6 separate regions of the Mus musculus genome follow, and all the other regions are linked to region 3. Evidence: chromatin contacts called from public HiChIP or PLAC-seq, Micro-C and promoter capture Hi-C data. All regions are on one chromosome and are shown on one strand. Each heading gives the region's core, a stretch centred on a gene start, on an enhancer-like site or on the middle of the called end of the contact. The rest is flanking DNA. Distances are from core to core; before and after follow the strand shown. Region 1 holds the start of Capn10 (calpain 10). Region 2 holds the start of Cops9 (COP9 signalosome subunit 9). Region 3 holds the start of Hes6 (hairy and enhancer of split 6). Region 4 holds the start of Pask (PAS domain containing serine/threonine kinase). Region 5 holds the start of Gbx2 (gastrulation brain homeobox 2). Region 6 holds the start of Ndufa10 (NADH:ubiquinone oxidoreductase subunit A10).

The links. Promoter capture Hi-C pulls out the DNA fragments that hold promoters and counts their contacts. A called contact is a pair of places that touch in the nucleus more often than the background predicts. HiChIP or PLAC-seq counts read pairs in DNA pulled down with a chosen protein or histone mark.
Region 1: a promoter capture Hi-C map of liver shows a contact between it and region 3, with 4 times the contacts expected there. The contact joins the promoter of Capn10 here to the promoter of Hes6 in region 3. A contact is called at or near these places in 3 of 39 promoter capture datasets (erythroid cells and liver), 2 of 484 Hi-C or Micro-C datasets (CD4 T cells and embryonic stem cells) and 1 of 9 other capture datasets (adipose tissue).
Region 2: a contact with region 3 is called in an H3K27ac HiChIP or PLAC-seq map of thymic regulatory T cells, with 7 times the contacts expected there. The contact joins the promoter of Cops9 here to the promoter of Hes6 in region 3. A contact is called at or near these places in 3 of 39 promoter capture datasets (embryonic stem cells, hippocampal neurons and pre-B cells), 1 of 15 datasets of contacts at CTCF or cohesin (large pre-B cells), 2 of 484 Hi-C or Micro-C datasets (B cells and CD8 T cells), 7 of 115 datasets of contacts at active chromatin or transcription factors (astrocytes, double positive thymocytes, embryonic forebrain and 4 more) and 1 of 9 other capture datasets (liver).
Region 4: a contact with region 3 is called in a promoter capture Hi-C map of pre-B cells, with 6 times the contacts expected there. The contact joins the promoter of Pask here to the promoter of Hes6 in region 3. A contact is called at or near these places in 2 of 39 promoter capture datasets (liver and pre-B cells), 1 of 484 Hi-C or Micro-C datasets (CD8 T cells) and 2 of 9 other capture datasets (adipose tissue and liver).
Region 5: a contact with region 3 is called in a Micro-C map of embryonic stem cells, with 5 times the contacts expected there. The contact joins the promoter of Gbx2 here to the promoter of Hes6 in region 3.
Region 6: a contact with region 3 is called in a promoter capture Hi-C map of pre-B cells, with 4 times the contacts expected there. The contact joins the promoter of Ndufa10 here to the promoter of Hes6 in region 3. A contact is called at or near these places in 13 of 39 promoter capture datasets (the 3T3-L1 cell line, 3T3-L1-derived adipocytes, the C10 cell line and 9 more), 5 of 484 Hi-C or Micro-C datasets (the C2C12 cell line, CD8 T cells, LSK cells and 1 more), 10 of 115 datasets of contacts at active chromatin or transcription factors (T-cell acute lymphoblastic leukemia, astrocytes, cardiomyocytes and 6 more) and 3 of 9 other capture datasets (adipose tissue, liver and pancreatic islet).

Annotation. Positions count from the first base shown.
Region 1 is chr1:92,933,010-92,935,709 of GRCm38.p6, forward strand. Capn10 (calpain 10) reads left to right here and starts at 1,399. Exons shown (of 12, transcript NM_011796.2): 1 at 1,399-2,005. The coding sequence starts at 1,865. It overlaps 9430060I03Rik (RIKEN cDNA 9430060I03 gene), which reads right to left. Exons shown (of 2, transcript NR_015525.1): 2 at 517-2,094.
Region 2 is chr1:92,640,725-92,643,424 of GRCm38.p6, forward strand. Cops9 (COP9 signalosome subunit 9) reads right to left here and starts at 1,261. Exons shown (of 3, transcript NM_001163425.1): 1 at 1,156-1,261. The coding sequence starts at 1,218.
Region 3 is chr1:91,411,839-91,414,538 of GRCm38.p6, forward strand. Hes6 (hairy and enhancer of split 6) reads right to left here and starts at 1,384. Exons shown (of 4, transcript NM_019479.3): 1 at 1,219-1,384; 2 at 1,055-1,141; 3 at 883-964; 4 at 1-644. The coding sequence starts at 1,299. The coding sequence ends at 220.
Region 4 is chr1:93,341,502-93,344,201 of GRCm38.p6, forward strand. Pask (PAS domain containing serine/threonine kinase) reads right to left here and starts at 1,287. Exons shown (of 18, transcript NM_080850.2): 1 at 1,025-1,287. It overlaps Ppp1r7 (protein phosphatase 1, regulatory subunit 7), which reads left to right and starts at 2,127. Exons shown (of 10, transcript NM_023200.3): 1 at 2,127-2,210. The coding sequence starts at 2,159.
Region 5 is chr1:89,929,827-89,932,526 of GRCm38.p6, forward strand. It overlaps Gbx2 (gastrulation brain homeobox 2), which reads right to left and starts at 1,350. Exons shown (of 2, transcript NM_010262.3): 1 at 407-1,350. The coding sequence starts at 929. It overlaps LOC102637806, which reads left to right and starts at 2,249. Exons shown (of 4, transcript XM_030244408.1): 1 at 2,249-2,322. The coding sequence starts at 2,279.
Region 6 is chr1:92,472,483-92,475,182 of GRCm38.p6, forward strand. Ndufa10 (NADH:ubiquinone oxidoreductase subunit A10) reads right to left here and starts at 1,276. Exons shown (of 10, transcript NM_024197.1): 1 at 1,181-1,276. The coding sequence starts at 1,255.

The DNA of each region.
Region 1 (2,700 bases), core at 149-2,648, 1.5 Mb after region 3:
TTTCCTAATTGGTGATCAATGGGGGAGGGCCAGCCCATTGTAAGTGGCACCATCTCTGGTCCTGGTTCTATAAGAAAGCAGGAAAGGAGCCAGGAAATAGCGCCCCTCCTTATGGAAAGCGCCATAGGTGAGCAGAATAAACCCTTTCCTCCCCAAGTTGCTTTGGTCATGATGTTTCGTCACAGCAACGGTAACACTAAGCAGCTTTTCCTTCCAGATTCTGGAGGTCAGGCTCTGCCCGTGGCCCAGCCCTGGATATGGATGCGGCCTTCAGGAGCCGTTCTCCTGAGCTAACCACTCATATGAGACTTCTGGGGGTGAACCAGTTTGCATAACTCTTGAGTCGCGGATAACTTGTCACAATTACTCAAGACTTCCTGGAAAACCGAGTCCAGGCTCTTAATGATTCAACTATAGTGCAGCTTTCAGCCCACCAGTCAGTCCCCTGAGTCGAAATTAAGTACTAAATGAAAAAGCATCCCAAAGAGATGTTGGGCTATGTGGCTACTCCTTTTTTTTTTTTTTTTTTTTTTTTAAATAACCTCAATAAAGAGTTAAGTGTCTTGCACCTCAAATCATGGCGCTGAAGCCTAGTGGAGCCAAGGTAACTGTGTCATGCCACAGCAGTAATTGCTGCTGATGCAGGAGCAGCCCAGCCTCTCACTGGGAGAAGGAGCAACTGTCTAGACTCTGAAGCAGCAGGTTATGGGTAAAAGCTTGGCCTGGTTGTTCCTCTTTAGGCAACGGGTACTTGATCTACTTAACTGCACAAACCGCATTTCCTCTGACTACCTTTTATCCAAGACTGAGAAAAAGGGGCCCAGAGGAGGGAAAAAATATCAGAGCAGCCCTAATAGGTGGCAAACTGCAGTCTACAAGGTGTGAAGCCTCGTCGTCTCCCTTCCTGTCTATGAAGCTTCTAGTCTTGATGAAATACATTTGGAGAAGACACAGAGAACAGTCCTTGGCTGATTTGTGTCCTTCCTGGGACCTGGAAGAGTAGGCACCAGAAGGAGAGTGTCCTGTCCCTGACCTCCTCATGGCATCGAATAATCGTGGAGCCGCAAGTCCACGTCCTGGTCACCATCCAGTCTACAAAACCATAGCCAGGCCATTTAAGGCTTCAAGGAATGCTCCAGCCGCATTCCCTGGCCGCTTAGGATCCAGAGCGTCTGAAGCCCAATCGTTTTGAGACAAATGCCCGACCCCGGCAAGTTTCAACCCCAGTGACACCTCTGCCTCCCCAGAACAACGCAACCACCACCGCGACGGAAGGATAACAACGCGATTCGCTGAGCCACTTCCTCACTGGCTCTTTCAGAAGACAGGGAGGAACCACCGCTTTGCCAAGTTCCTGCCTCACACCGGAAGGAGCGAAGCACGCTGGGAAGTAGACAACGCCTGTGATCAGCGACGTATGCTGGGAACGGCGCTGCATGCTGGGATAGCATTGACAAAGCGATCTAAACCAAAGTGACTTTTCAGCTTCCTGTGGTCACTGAGACTTCGATTTCAAGTGGCTACAGCTGCGTTGTCCCGAGCACTAAAGCATACGGACATCAGGCTAGCACTGCCCAGTTAGAAACGCGGGGACCACGCCCTCGTGCGAGAGCAGAACCTACCAGTCCTGCACGGTTCTGCGCTGCAGCTCGTGCGTGATTAGGCAGCTCTGTCATATGACGCAAGCACGGCTCCTGGTTGGCTCCAGCCGGGTTACCTAGACAACGGAGCTTGCGGCGCTAGGCTGCTCTGCACCAGTAGGTCTCCCGGGCTAAGCAAACACGGTTTGCAGTGAAGGCCGCGCACTCGCTCCCGGGCGGCGACCGAGTCCACGGGCCGCAGATGGGAGCCCAGGGCGCCGAAGATGCGGGCGGTCCGGGCCGAGACGCCGGCGCGGGAGCTCTTCCGGGACGCGGCATTCCCCGCCTCGGACTCCTCGCTCTTTTACAACTTGTCCACGCCTCTGGCCCAGTTTCGGGAGGACATCACTTGGAGACGACCCCAGGTGCAGCAGGGTCTCTTGCCTGGGCGGGTGTTGTGGATATGTTTCTCACGGAGATGGACCCCGGGGTTAGCAGGACCTCGCCTTCAAGCCTATTCAGAAAAGGTGATAGCCAGCCCTGAGAATTCAAATGAGGAGGACAGAAGCAATCGAAAGGCTTGTCTTTTAGATGTTATCTTGGGGTTTCTACTAAAATACACTCCTACCCAAAGTCAGGTAGTAGGGAGCTGTTTTGATATTAAGGGATTAGAAGCAGTATTTCCAGCACCATCCCACCACCTAAGTTTTGTCGGGTGTAATTCAGCGCAATCTTTCTTGGCTTTGCACTTTGCTCTACATTTCTTCTAGTAGCTTTAGGGTATGAACACCAAAAGGTAGCACAGAACACGGGGAGCGTTGTGCTTAACAACTGGGAAAACCTAAGGAGCTGCTTTTCAGGGCTCCCTTAAATGGCACAGGCAGGTGGAACTATGTATTGTTATTTTAGCGTCCATGCATGCAACTCACAACAGTGTTACCCCTCATAGCCAGAAAGGGCTGTGGTAGGAGGGCTTTGGTTTTTTTGGTTTTTTTGGTTGGTTTTTTTTTTTTTTTTTTTTTTTTTTTTTTGCCTTGTTGCAGCTTAAATGGATGGATTGTTCAAGCCTAGTGTTTTTGTTGGTGTTTTTTAGACGTGGCTTATCAGCAGAAAGACTACT
Region 2 (2,700 bases), core at 11-2,510, 1.2 Mb after region 3:
ATGCCCCTCGGTGTTCAATTATGCCCTGGCTGGTTTTGTGTGTCAGCCTGACACAAGCTAGAGTGTCATCAGAGAGGAAGGAGCTCAGTTGAGGAAATGTCTCCACAAGATCCAGCTGTAAGACGTTTTCTCAATTAGGGAGAGCCCAGCCCATAGTAGGTGGTGCCATCCCTGGGCTAGTGGTCCTGGGTTCTATAATAAAACAGGCTGAGCAAGCCTCAGTGAACAAGCCCGCCAGCAAGCAGCACCCCTCCATGGTCTCTGCATCAGCTCCTGCCTCCAGGTTCCTGTCCTGCCTTCCTCCAGTGATGACCTGGAAATGTAGGTCAAATAAATCCTTTCCTCCCCAACTTGCTTTTTTGGTTATGGTGTTTGTCACAGCAATAGAAACCATAAGACAAACAACAAGGCATCCCCTTCCTTTAGTGGACAAGGGAGCATCGCTCTGCTCCGCTACTATGGCTCTCGTCATCTATATCCCAAGGTCAACAGGGCACATCCTTCAATATTTGGATCAGGGCAAGCTCCTCTCTTAAGCCTCAACTGAGCCGACTAAAACCCCACGGATACGTCTGTAGGGCACCCTCACCCCACCCTACCCTTGCTTAGGATATGCAACCGGCCTCTTCGGGCCACAACTGACATCTCTCAGGTCCGGGGATACGTTCCCGCATCGCCCTACTCGCTGAGCTTTGAGGAGGAACAGGAAGCAGACATACAAGAGCTGGCTGACACTCCTGATCATAACCACCCATATCAGGGAGAGATCTGTGACCATGGTGGAAATCAAAAGCACAGGATCGCTCGAAAACTCTGTATGTGTCTACACGAAATAACCGAGTCCCAGCACCAAGCACGCAGTTACCACACACCATCCCTTACCCTTCTCTCAGAGCTTGGGGTCTTGAGGCCTGTCAGTGCGTAAGCCTCGCTCGGGCCTTCCCTCTCTGGAAGATTTATCAGGAGCCACAATCAACTGACAGCGAGCAAACCCTACTTCCTCGCTGCAGTTCACGTTAACAGTCGCGGGCCCTGCGACTGTCCCCGGCAGCTCCCGCTTCCCCAGCCTCTGAATCCCCAAAGGCCTGGGCTCCCGCGCAGGTTTGCAGGCGTGCTCCCACCCCCACGCATCGCTCCGCGCCGCCACCACCCCACCTCATCCAGGTCCACATAGGGCCCCGCGCCCTCGGGGAACATCTCATCCACTGCGGGTTTCATCTCGACAAGGCGGCGTTGCGCTCACTTCCGGCCAGCCCCTTCTACTTCCGGCGTTCTTCCGAGCACGTCTAGACCTCGGAGGACCGCGCCTCGGTGGCACTCGCTGGCCTGGCTGCAGGGCAGCTCTCTGGGAGCTAAAGAGGGCAGCGGATTAGATGACGGTCTAAGGACCAGCAACACCGCACAGCACGAGTTGTCAGCGGAGAAAGGAGACTCTCCATTTCCCAGCAGAGCTGCAGTTCAAAACCATCCGAATGGCTACTGTTTAGGATTCGCAGGCAGTAATGGATTGGCTAGAAGATGGGGGTATTGGATCCCCGGGTGCTGTTGGGGGTAACAGAAATCCAAAAGTAGTCCACGCTCAGTGATCACTCACAGGGTCACCTCGGCCAAAAGGAGGAAGCAACCCAGTGCACGCAGACAAGATGGGCTTTATCTACACGGTGAGATAGTGTGGAATCCTAAAACTAAGAAGGGATTCCTAAGCTATGGGCATGGAGGACCCTTAAGGATGTTGTTAAGTGAAACGTAAACAAACGCTGTGTACCACTCATAAGTGATCCCTAGAGCAGTCAGACTCATAAATGCAGCAGTGTTGGAGATGGTGGTTGCTCAGTGGACACAGTTTTAGATCTGCAAATCAAAAGTTCTAGAGGTGTGCGGTGGGGTTGGGGGGGAAGGTGTCCATTAAATGACTGGACTGTCCCCTGAGAGGTGGCCAGGGGGATACATGTTAGGGTGCTATATTATACCATGGTTTTTAAAGAATGAATGAAAGAAAAAAGATGGGGAAGGGACAGAGAGGTGTGGATCATTGTCAGAGAGGGCCTGAGATGCTCTGACAGACTAGAATACTCTAGTGAGTCTCCTGGATGTCCCCCTAGGATCCTCTGAGCACCTCCTGATAAAATCCAGGTTTAACAAGTATCCCTGTAGCAAGAAGCCTGAAATCCAGCTGATACCTGCCTGCTCTCCATGTCTGATAGGGCTCTTCACCCTCCACTATCCCCAGACGATGTCCTCTGGTCCTGACTTCAGCAAAGCGTCTGTGTTACCCCTGAGTTATTTCCCATCTACCCCCACCCTGCCCCTTGACTGTCAGTCCCTCTTGCTACTGTGGTTGCGCTGAGTCTCTCCAGCAGTTCAAGGCTTTTGCTCCTGTGCCTCTCCTGATGGTTTTGGATGTTTTCCCTTCCTCTGCGTTCAAAGAGTTGGAGAACTGTTGGTTGGTTGGGTGGGTGGGTGGGTTGGGTAGGATTGGGTTTTTGGTTTGGTTGGGTTTTCCTTTAACAACTTTGAGGTGTCAGGGGCTTGGTTGGGGTGCAGGCTGCTAGAGTGAAAATGGGGATCACAGGTAAGGACAGATCTAGGGAAACCTACTCAGCCAGGATATAATGGGAACTGAGCCTAGACAATCACTCCTACCCCTTAAGCCTGAGTGTACTGTGCCGGGTGTGTAAGAAATAACTGGAGAACCCCAGA
Region 3 (2,700 bases), core at 134-2,633:
GGCCCCCCAGCCACCATCCAGAGCTCTAGGGTCCACGAAAAAATAGTGCTAGGGACCTGCAGGGCCTGGCCATTAGGGTTGTCATTCAAGTCATCTGTTGGAGAGTGGGGAGGGCATACCTGGGGGGCATCCTGAGCTGTCTCCACCTTATCTGATACCCAGGGAGGAAGCAAACTTAAGGATGGCAGCCACCATTCACAGGTCCCTGGTAAGTGTTGGTCACCAAGGCCTCCACACACTCTGAGCCCGGCGAGCTGCAGTCAGGCTGCCTAAGGATGTAGACACCAAATCCGGCCCCTCAGCAGGCACCCGGTTTAGTTCAGCCTCTGGGATCTCCTCTAGGTCAGAACACAGGTCGTCCCCGGGACCTGGGGGACTGGACAATGGGGATTCTGGGGACCCTCCTGGAGGCCAGCTGCTCCTCCCAGAGCCTCCAGGCAGCCCAGCTAGGGAGTCCCCCAGCAGATCCTGAAAGCTGCTACCCTCACGCAGCGGCATGGATTCTAGCAGGTGGTTCAGGAGTTCAGCTGAGACAGTGGCATCGATGGCTTGGCACGTGGACACGAACGTGTGCACCTCATGCATGCACTGGATGTAGCCAGCAGCGAAGCGCTCGCTTGCTTCAGCCTGCAGCTGCTCCCGCTCTGTGCAGGAGGGTGGGAAGAAGAGAGCAGCGTCCCGCACCGTGAGCAGTGACTATCGTGGCTCGGACGATCCGCTCCGCGGGTTCGGGGCTCACCCAGGAGACACAGTAGCGTGTCCCGTTCTGGGGGAAGCCCTTGCCATGGATAGGACCGGGGCTCCGGGAGCCGACGTGTCCCGCTGTTGGGTGGCAGGCGTGCCCGGTCAGCGCCCCCGCCCTCGATCCCCGCCGCCACTCACCGCGCGCCCGGCCTCGCAGCGCGCCCTGCACGCGCCTCACGGTCAGCTCCAGAACCTCGGCGTTCTCTAGCTTGGCCTGCACCTGCGCAGAGGGGAAGGGAGTTGAGTCCGGCCGTGCGCTTCGGGGTGCACCCTGAAGGTCCCCCTCCCCCCTGCACCTTTCCCGTCGCACCTCGGTACCGGCCAGCAGCAGCCGCAGCTCCTGAAGACTCTCGTTGATCCGTGCGCGTCGCTTCTTCTCCACCAGGGGCTTCCGGGCCTGTGGGAAGCGGCTACTGAGCCCCCTGGCCCGCGCAACCTCCCCCAAGCCCATCCACCCGTAGCCCCTGTCCGCACCTTGCGGTCCCCCCGTGCTTCCCAGCGGTCCTCATCCTCCTGGCCTGCACGGTCCCGGCTGGGCGCCTGGGACGGAGCCATGGTCTACGGAGCCCGGCGCCCTAGTGCAAACTACTCAGCGAGGTGGGTCGCAGCCCGGAGGCCCCACTAGCTCTCCGGAGTCTTCCGGCCCGCGGGACCCCGCCCATTTTATAGCAACTTATTTACATGTCAATGCACCGATTGGCTGTGCGTGGTCGGAGAGGCCAGCCGTGAGGCAGCCTGTAGCCAATGAGAGCGGCGCGCTTTGTCAGGCCCCGCGGGTCTCTGGCAGCTGGCGGGGCGGAGCCCACAGCCAGACCTCCTGCCACTTAGGCCGGGCAGGACTCCTGGGCAGTGACCTCCGGCTTCTCTCTTGCTGGTGTGCTTGTACTTCCTTTCGCTGAGTTATGAGGCCAGACCTGCCTGCCTGTAAGCTCGGACTTAGCTATACATCCTTCGGTCCGTATATCTATCCATGCCGCCCTTCCACCCACCTCTTCACCCATCCATTCCTACAGGGCATTTGCTTCCCTTGGTTCACCAAAAGTGCTCTCGAGAATAGCGCTCCAGTCCCAGAGCTGACTTCAGACAGGGCAGTGCCAAAGTCAAGTCCGTGACCTCGGGACCTGGAAGGGGCTTCGGGTCACCGGTGGCGAGAGTGCAAAGTCCGGGGAAAGTACGAGCCAATTTAGCAGCAGGAACAGGACCCTTGTGTGTCCTTTTGGACCCATTAAGACACCTATAACCTTCTTACTCCAAGGTCCGCGGTCGTTCTTACTAAATCTCTATTTCTCTGTGCTCTAAGTCACTTACCCAACCACTACCTTGTCTATTTTAACCCCACCCCAACTGCCCCCAGTCAAGCTTCTCCTTCCTTGTTCATCACCCCGTACCCGCCTAAGCGCCTCTCATTTCCCTCTAGTTCCTCCGCATCCTCTTTGCGGTGGTCTCACACATCCCTGTTCCCCAACCCCTCTCCACGCTCACCTCCCTTCCCCGCGAGTCCCCTTAGAGTCCCCCATCCCCACTACCCCCAGTCCCTCTCAGCTCCTCCCCCTTCTATTCTTGGTTCCTGCAGGCCGAGGCTGCTGTCTGGCCCCAGTAACTTGATGCCCGTGACAGTTGGCAGCTGCAGCCGCTTCCGCAGAGAAAAGCGGCAGGCCGGCCAGGAGCGACAGGTGTTGGCCGCGCCTTTGTCTAGCTGGCTTTGTCCTGCAGGCTGCAACAGGCACGCCTGTGTCGGCCAGACGCCCAAGCCCCGCGTCGTCGGCGGTCCATCTGCCGGCCCTGCCTCGCCGCGGGAGGGGTGTGTGTGTGTGTGTGTGTGTGTGTGTGTGTGTGTGTGCGCGCGCGCGCGCCCCCTCGGAACCCCTGGCTCTGCTCCAGCGTTCTTGGATTTCGGCTGCTGCTTTAGAGCCAGGACAAGGAGCCAGCTCCTAATCAGCCTTTACATACTCCATC
Region 4 (2,700 bases), core at 37-2,536, 1.9 Mb after region 3:
GTGAGAGAGAGAGAGAAAGAGAAAGAGAGAAAGCACAACCATGGATGACAGAAAACAACTTTCAGGAGTCACTTCTCTCTTTCTACCCATGTGGGTCCAAAATTGTCAGACCTTGGCAGCAAGTGCCTTTACCCACTGAGCCATAATGCTGGGCCCAAACTGTAGGGCTTTGTTTCCTTTTGGGGTTTGTTTTGTTTTTTGTTTTGTTTTGTTTTTGAGGCAAGGTCTCCAGAGTCGTTGGAAGTGCTGGGAAGAGAGGAAGACACCATCAGCCTGACAATTGGTATTTTTGTGTGAAGGTGGGTATTAAACCCAGAGCTAGTCACCTATTGGGCAAACCTTCCACCACTGACTGATAAAGTATGACTATTTGCCTTCACTATTCTGCATATTACATACACAGGCACATGCACTCAGTATGTGATCCTAAAAAGCAACAACTCATTATGAAATAAGAGATGAGTAGCGACAGTGTTCAAGGCTATATGTGACACCACCAGACTCAAACAAAATAAAGATGAGTAGGTGTTAGATAGCAGTTTTCAAGTAGAGTGTTTTAATGTGAAAGATGTACAGGCATCTTCTCTAGGTATCTAAATGCACTAATTACTGTTACAGCAAACAATGATACGATCATACCGTGGTTTTTCTACTTTTAAAACCAACCTATTGACAAAGTTAGGACATGTAATTATGGCTTCTAAATACACTGCCAAAGTCACAAAACCTTACTGTTTTTTTAGACCTTGTATGACCTCAGAATATATTGATATGAGATCTTAATTTATATAAAAAATACCATTCTTCAAACTAAATTGTTAATGCTACAAATTTTTATCTTAAAAGTAATTACAGGAACTGGGCGGCTCCCTTTGTTAAAAGTTTTTTTCTATGCAAGCATGAGGACTTGCGTTTAAATCTTTAACCACATAAAAAGCCAGACGTGGCTACACATAACTGTAATCCCGAAATTAGGGGGTGAAGATAAGTGACTCCCCAGAGCTCACTGGCCCGCTAGTCTAACCTTAAAGCAAAGCTTCCAGTTCAATCAGAGGCTTTCGGGCGCTGGCGGCTCTTGAGCGCGGGTCAAACGGCCAGAACCCGCCACCACTCTGGGGCCGGGGCTGGGCGGAGGGAGTGCGGGCGCGCGAGGAAAGGGCCAGAGCCACTCCACGACAATGCGTAACTAACACTCGCCGCCACCCGGAGGTTTTTCGAAGGCTGGTGTCTCACCCCAGGCTGGCGCAAGTCTCAGTCGGATTCACAACGTGAAGATCCGCGCGCTTCTGGCCCACCGACCAATCGCAGAACGACTTAGGCAGCATAACAAGGGACCAAGAACCAACCAGACACCCTGATGGGCGGACCTCAGTGAAAGCAAGCAGCTGAGCGCGCGCAAACAGTTGCTAGGGACGCACCGGACACCCACTACAGAGCCTCGGAGGAGCCAAAAGACCCGATTTCTTCGCGCCTTTCCCCCCCCTCCACGCCCCACTCCAAGTGACTGCAGTTTACTCTTACGGGAGAACCGAGGACGGTGAGCGACGTGCAGCCCTTCTTACGACGGCCACCTTTCCAAGGCGAGGACAGTGAGAAGCGGACGACACAGTGGCTCGCCGTGGGCTGGAGGCCGCAAACGTGAGCCCCAGGACCGGACCGCGGCCCCTCCCGCCTTCTCCAAGCATCCCCTAAAGGTGGCCTGTGGCACCAGTGTATCAGCACGCAGGCGCAGAATAAACTGGTTTCCCTCGCCTACCGGCTCACCGTGAAGTGAGGCTCCCGAAGTCGGGGGTGCAAGTCTAGTCGGCTTCACCTGTGGCCTGTAGAACTCTCCTGTCCGCAGTACCTCTACGCCTCCGAAGTTGGCATAGTGACTTGAGCGAATCCGCAAGCTTGAAGTGTCTCCCATGCTGCCTAAAGACTTTCCGGGATGTCTGCTTTCTTCGTGCTCGCCTAGACTCTACTCATTCATCAAACCCCTAACCCAGGTGGAGCCGGAGCCTGTGGGAACTACAATCCCCATGAAACACTGCGCCCGCGCAAGCATTGTCAGCTCGCGCTTCTATACTTTGTTCCATTGGCTGGCCTATTGGACCTGGAATCCTGATTGGCCCATGGCCTAAGGCGACAGATTCCGGAAAGGGAAAGAGCAGCCAATATGGCGGCAGAGCGCGGCGCGGGGCAGCAACAGTCGCAGGAGATGATGGAGGGTGAGCGGCCCCTGTGGGTGACCGGGGAGCGGCGAGCTTCGGGCTGGGCGGTCACGGCCTCTTGCGGGATCGGAATTCGGCCTCCAGCCTCCGGCCACAGCCACAGAGCTCTGACAGCTGCCAATATGGCTGGACAGCCAGGGAGGCTCGGAGCCCGGGAGTCCCGTCCCGAGGGCGGTAGCGGCCAGAAAGACAAGACCCTGGGGAAAAACGTGGCGCGAGCCCGCCCAGGGAGATTGGCAAGGAAGCCGTGGCTATAGGAACCTAGTCTTAAAGCTCCGAAGTTGACAGGCGAGGGGGCAGGGAACCGTCCTCCGTCAGCTCACTGGGAAACTGAGGCTTCAGGCGTGGGGAATCTACGAAGTCCAGTTTGTTCACGCGGCATGAATGGAAAAGTCTGCTTTGAAGCGAATGGGTTGTGGCAGAGAGATGGATAAAAAGGAGCTCCGGAAATTGAGTTTACAAGGCGTTGTCTTGTTTTCTAGGCATG
Region 5 (2,700 bases), core at 100-2,599, 1.5 Mb before region 3:
TCTATTGGGTACATATGCAACTGAAAAAAGAAAAAAACCAGCCCAATAAGGCCTCTCTTTAAGGTTGCAACACACCAAGGACCCTCAATAATCACAGCGTGTGTGTGTGTGTGTGTGTGTGTGTGTGTGTGTGTGTGTGTGTGCCAAACACGCCACCAGATGTGTGGCCTGGAGTAGCTAGCAGGAGAGCTCTAAACGCCTCCTTTCCCCAGGATCCTGCTTGTTGCTTGGCGTTAAATGCCCCATTGGAAAGCTCCGGTGGGCATCACCGCAACTCCTCCAGCTATTCCCGCAGAGGTCGGGCGGGGGCGCGGCCTCGTCCCCCGGGTCTCGGCGGGAACCCGGAGCTGGCCCGCCCCCACTCCCTCCCGTCCCCGCGTTCCGGCTGCGCGCGCCGCCGACTCACCGAGCGACGCCTGCACCGCTTCGGCCGCAGAGAAAGCGAGCAGCGAGCCCTCCTTGGCCAAGAAGGCTTTGCCGTCTTCCGCATCCGCTTGGAGCGCCTCGGCTTTGTCGAAGTTGCCGCCTCCGGGCAGTGGCTGTGGAGCGAACTTGCGGGCAGCCGCCGCCTCTTGGTGCTGGGGCGACGCAGAGAAGCCGCCGGGCAGAGTGGCCATGAGCGTGGAGGTGAGCGCCATGCCCTGCGCCAGGCTGGAGCAGAAGCCGGTGGGCAGGCTGGGGATCTGGTGGTGAGGGTGCGCGGGCGGCAGAGCGGGCTGCAGCGCTGCCTGGGGCAGCGCGGGAGGCGGTGGCGGCGGTGGCGGCAGCACCACCGGCCGGTAGGGCATGAACATGGGGTAGCCGGTGTAGACGAAATGGCCGGGACTGGGCTGCGGCGGGCTGCCGATCAGCGAGTCTATGCTGAAGGCGGTACTACTCCCCAGCGGGCGCTGCATCATCATCAGCGACGGCGGGAACGCTGCGCTCATAGACGCGTTCGGGAGAAGCCAGGGAGAGACGAAAAGTCCCCGTGTCCCGCCGCCGCCTGGAAGCCCTCCGGACGCTGGGAGTACCACCGGGAACTCCGGGCAGGGGCTGAGCGGTGCCCAGAGCGCAGACGCCGCCGCCGCCCCTCAGTGCAGGACCCGCAGCATACCCGGCCTGCACGGGTGCAGCCACCGAGCGCGATGAGGCCGTGCGCCCGGGATGGAGAGGGCGCCGGGGACCTCGCGTTCGCCGGAACCGCTCCCGGCTGCTAGCCCGTCGGAACGCGCGCGCTTCGCGTCTGCAGGTCTCGGCCCAGCTACCAGCAGTGCGTGCGTCCGTCCGTCTGTCCGTCCTGCAGTCCGTCGTCTCCCACGGGCGGCTGGGGAGCGCGCGAAGCCGGCGCACTTGTCTCTGGCGGGCGCCGCCAGCACCTTTAAATCGCGCTCCTCTTTCTCATTCACATTTTGCCAGCTGCCCAGCGGAGCTCGTGTCACGTGGGACCGAGCACCAACTCCTATTTGCTATTCAGGGGAAGGCGGGGCGAAATTAGGGCTCCGCCCCCTTCACCCAGGCGGGCCGCAAATGGGCTACCGGCGCCACGGTTGGAGCGTGCTGGCCTGGGAGCTGGAGCCTTTGCACCGCGCGGAGCAAACTTAAGAGGGACCCTTGCTACCTACCCGACTCAGACCCTAGAGTCCCTGGCATCCCTGTGGAGGCCTCATGAGAGGCGGCTTGGAACTGGCACCCGCCACCGATGGGCCGGGAGTGTTTTACTACAGCAGAACCCTGTGTGATGCTCACCTTAACCAGGGGCGCTCTGGTTGTGCCAAGGGTCCGGGCAAGGTCTCCGGATAGCGTTTAAGGTCTTGCCTCTGCAGGTCTGCTCCCAGAGGTGCGCCTGGGCCTGTCAGCCCTTGCTCACACGACACGGAAGCTGAATGGTTGCTTGCGGCCCGCTGGTGGCAGCGGGGCGGCCGGCGGTGGTCTCCCTCATTCCTGGTTGGGCCCTCCGTGAGCGATCCCTGCTCATTTTTCATGACATTCTTAATCATCGCACCTATTTACCCACTTTGCCAGCGTACACCAAAATAACAGCCACGATAATTATGATAATAAAGCGAGTCTTTTATCTGCTCCATCTTCAGGGAGGAATGGGGGGGGGGGTTGCGACGCCTCTGGATTGTATAACGTGAGATTATCCTGATGAAAGCTTTATGATGTTTGCTCAAATAAAAGCTGCGTTTTGTAAATAGGCACTAATTAAGCACGTTGGCAACGGAGGGAGCTCTCACCCTGGCTCTGCGCAGCGCGAGGACTCCTGGGCACGCGGTTCCCCTTTGCGGACTGCTGGATGGAGCTGAGTCCCTCAAGATATTTCCCCTGTTCTCGACAATGGTAAAAAGCCGGGAATTTGGGGGTTAGGAGATTGGAGGGATTGCGGCGAAAGGAAAGTAGGCATTTCTGGTCATCTTTTCTTATGTTGAAACAAACTTTCAAATCTTGTGTTCCTTTTAAAATGGGATCCTTTCGTGGCGAAGGCAGATCCTGCCAAGCGCGTTGGGCTTCCTCGGGTCCCCCTGCCTGTTCTTCAGATTCCTTGGTCTAGACGTCCTTTCGGAACTGCTGACAGCACCAGGCCAAGGAGCAAAGGAGGGCATTGTTATATAGGTCATTAAAAAATCAGTTCACCCGGAAGAGCTCTGGCTGGGGAGTTGGCTCATGTTGGACGTGTGTTATGTATCACAAGCACATTTAATTGGGAGATAAAGATAA
Region 6 (2,700 bases), core at 26-2,525, 1.1 Mb after region 3:
ATCTGGCTTAAGAAATATTGTCTAGATTGTGTACGTGTGTGTGTGTGTGTGTGTGTGTGTGTGTTAAAAGAGAAACAAGTACTCTTAACAGCTGTGCAGCCCCACAAATAAATTCTAAGTGTAACTGTCAAAGTCTATGTAAAAAAAGAAAGCACTGTGTCAGGTAATATGTGTGACTGATTACACGAGTCTAGCATAGGCAAAATGACAAAAATCATCAAAAGCACAGTGGCTGTCAGGAGTTGACAGGGTGGGAAATAAATGAATATTAAGGACAATAGATTTTTTTTTTTTTAGGGCTGTGAACTACTCTGTGTGTATTGTAAAGTCCAAAATATAATATTGCTCATTGTGCAAAACAATAAAACTTCACAGCATAAAGAATGAACTCAATGCATGAAAAGCTTAGGGTGGAACGGGGTGTGACTGAACTTCCGACATGTGAATATATGAAACGACTTCACTGAAGAGGGTGATGTGAAGATACAGGGGAAGGAGTGTGGTCTCTGAGGGTCAAGGTCAAGAGTGGATTGTGAATATGCTCTGTGCTCTTGCTGCTGTGCTCCACTGCGATCCTAATAGGCTTAAGCTGACAGTGCTAATTCATAGTGGGGCTTAGGCTGACAGTGCCGATCCAGGCTCACATTCACACACACCTCGTCTCTCTCTGGTTCACATCTATACCTCTTTCACACACAGATCACTCCTGTTCAAAATAAAAATCCTTAGCATGACTGTCAACCCCTTTCCGATTTACCACCTATGTAGTTCTAGCTACTATAAAGCAAAGAAGTTATGATGCCGTCATAAGACGTGTCCTGTTTCCAGCCACGGTCCCCTAAGCACCTACTGTCACCCATTATTCTGCATGCACCCTAAAAGGTCCTAATCCTCCCCAATCTACCCCAAATCTCTGTTGCTGCTCCACATCACGTCACCCCAGAGTCTACAAGGCGTTCCACAAAGCAGTTTCTGAACCGATGAGCATGCGGGCCCAGGCTCCGGAGCTCCGGCATCTCGGCTCTCCGTATGCAGCCGGGAAAGTGAGTCCCGCTGCACCGGTGCTGTGAGCGGAGGCCTCAGGAGCTCGCGGCTCACGGGTCTGACAGACGCCGCCGGAGCGTCAGGGCTCGGAGCCGACAGGCCGAGATCCAAGCAAGGAGAGCCACCCGCCGCTCACCACGCGCTGGGCTCCGGCCGCGAGGCCGCGCGCGGGAGCCGACGCCGGGACGAGTCTCAGCAACCTCAAGGCCATGACTTCGCCGTCTGCGCCGGCTCAAGGACCAGAGGGACATGAACGCGACGGGGTCCTAGCTCGTCCGCGGCGCGCTGCCATGACGTCACCACTGAGTGTTCGCGGCGCCTGTCGAAAAAAGAAAATATTCCGGAACTGGGACGGGGCGGGGCCAGAGGGAAGGGGCGGAGCTTAGGCTTGTCGACGCTCTAGTTGCTTGAGCTTAGATTGTTTGGGCGAGGAGCGCGCCTAGATCCTAGACAAGTTATAGTATGAAAGTGGCAAAGGGCTAGAAGTCCTGCCTGGGCCTTGAGGCTCCCAGCTTTGAGCTCGGGTTCTCGCAGATGCTTGAGTTGTGTGACAAAAGTGTGACCCCCCACTCCCAGGTGTTCTGTGGGGTGAATCCTCTCGCTCCCCAGAATCTGTGCTGTCTCCCTGCTCCACGCCCAAACGTAGACCCACTTTCTGTTTGAGTTCTGTAGGGAGGATCCGCTCCCCGCCCTTCTGGTCGCTGAGGAGAGAGTCCATTCCCCATCTGAGTTCTAGGGGCGTCACATTCTCCCTGCCTAGGTTTCTGAGAGAAGGACCTGTCATCAGCTTGAGCCCTGTGGGGGCAACCAATTCACGACCTAGCAGTTCTGAGCTTTTGTAGTGCTAAGAGCTGAGGTGGCCACAGACCTGGCACCACCATATATCTCCAGTGCAGATCACCCTGCCTCATTTCCACAGCTGCCGACTTTATAGTCACCTCCTGGAAAGCTCTTCAGCTCCAAGAGCCTCTGAGGTGGAAGAGTGCAGTGCGCAGAAGCCAGGAAAGTGCTGATAGGGAGAGGATCCCCAAGACAATGAGGAGTTCTGGGTTGGGTTTGGACCACTTTCCATGTAGTTAACACAAAACCTCCCCCGCATTTCTGGATTTCTAGAAAGTCCTGTATCCTTACAGTACATTGAATACGGGAAGGGGAAACCTCTCCTCATTTCTTTTGAATCCTGATCATTATCTCATTTCCCTACTCCCCTCCAGTGTAATTCAAAAATCACTCAACCCCAAAAGAGAAATTTCCCAAGCACGTATGTTTTACTGAAGAATTTTACTTTATACATAAATATATGATACTAAATATGTACAGTCTCCTCCAGAAAACAGAAGCGATAATGCTTACTATCGCATGTTATGCTGCCATAACTGTCAAAGACAGTACAAAAATGTAAGACCTCCATATATCAGTATCTCAGCAAATTGAATCCAGCAACACATGAAATGAGTGGTGCACCACAAGCAATGGGATGTCATCCTAAAATCAACTGATATAAAAAACAAACTAACCAAAATAATTATGTGTGATCAGATTGCTTGGTTCAGGGAAAGCATTTGACAAAATTCAATATTCATTTAAAATAAAAGAACACATATGCTCCAACAAAGGCTACAGGGTGGCTGCTTCATCTTCATAAAGTATGCCCAC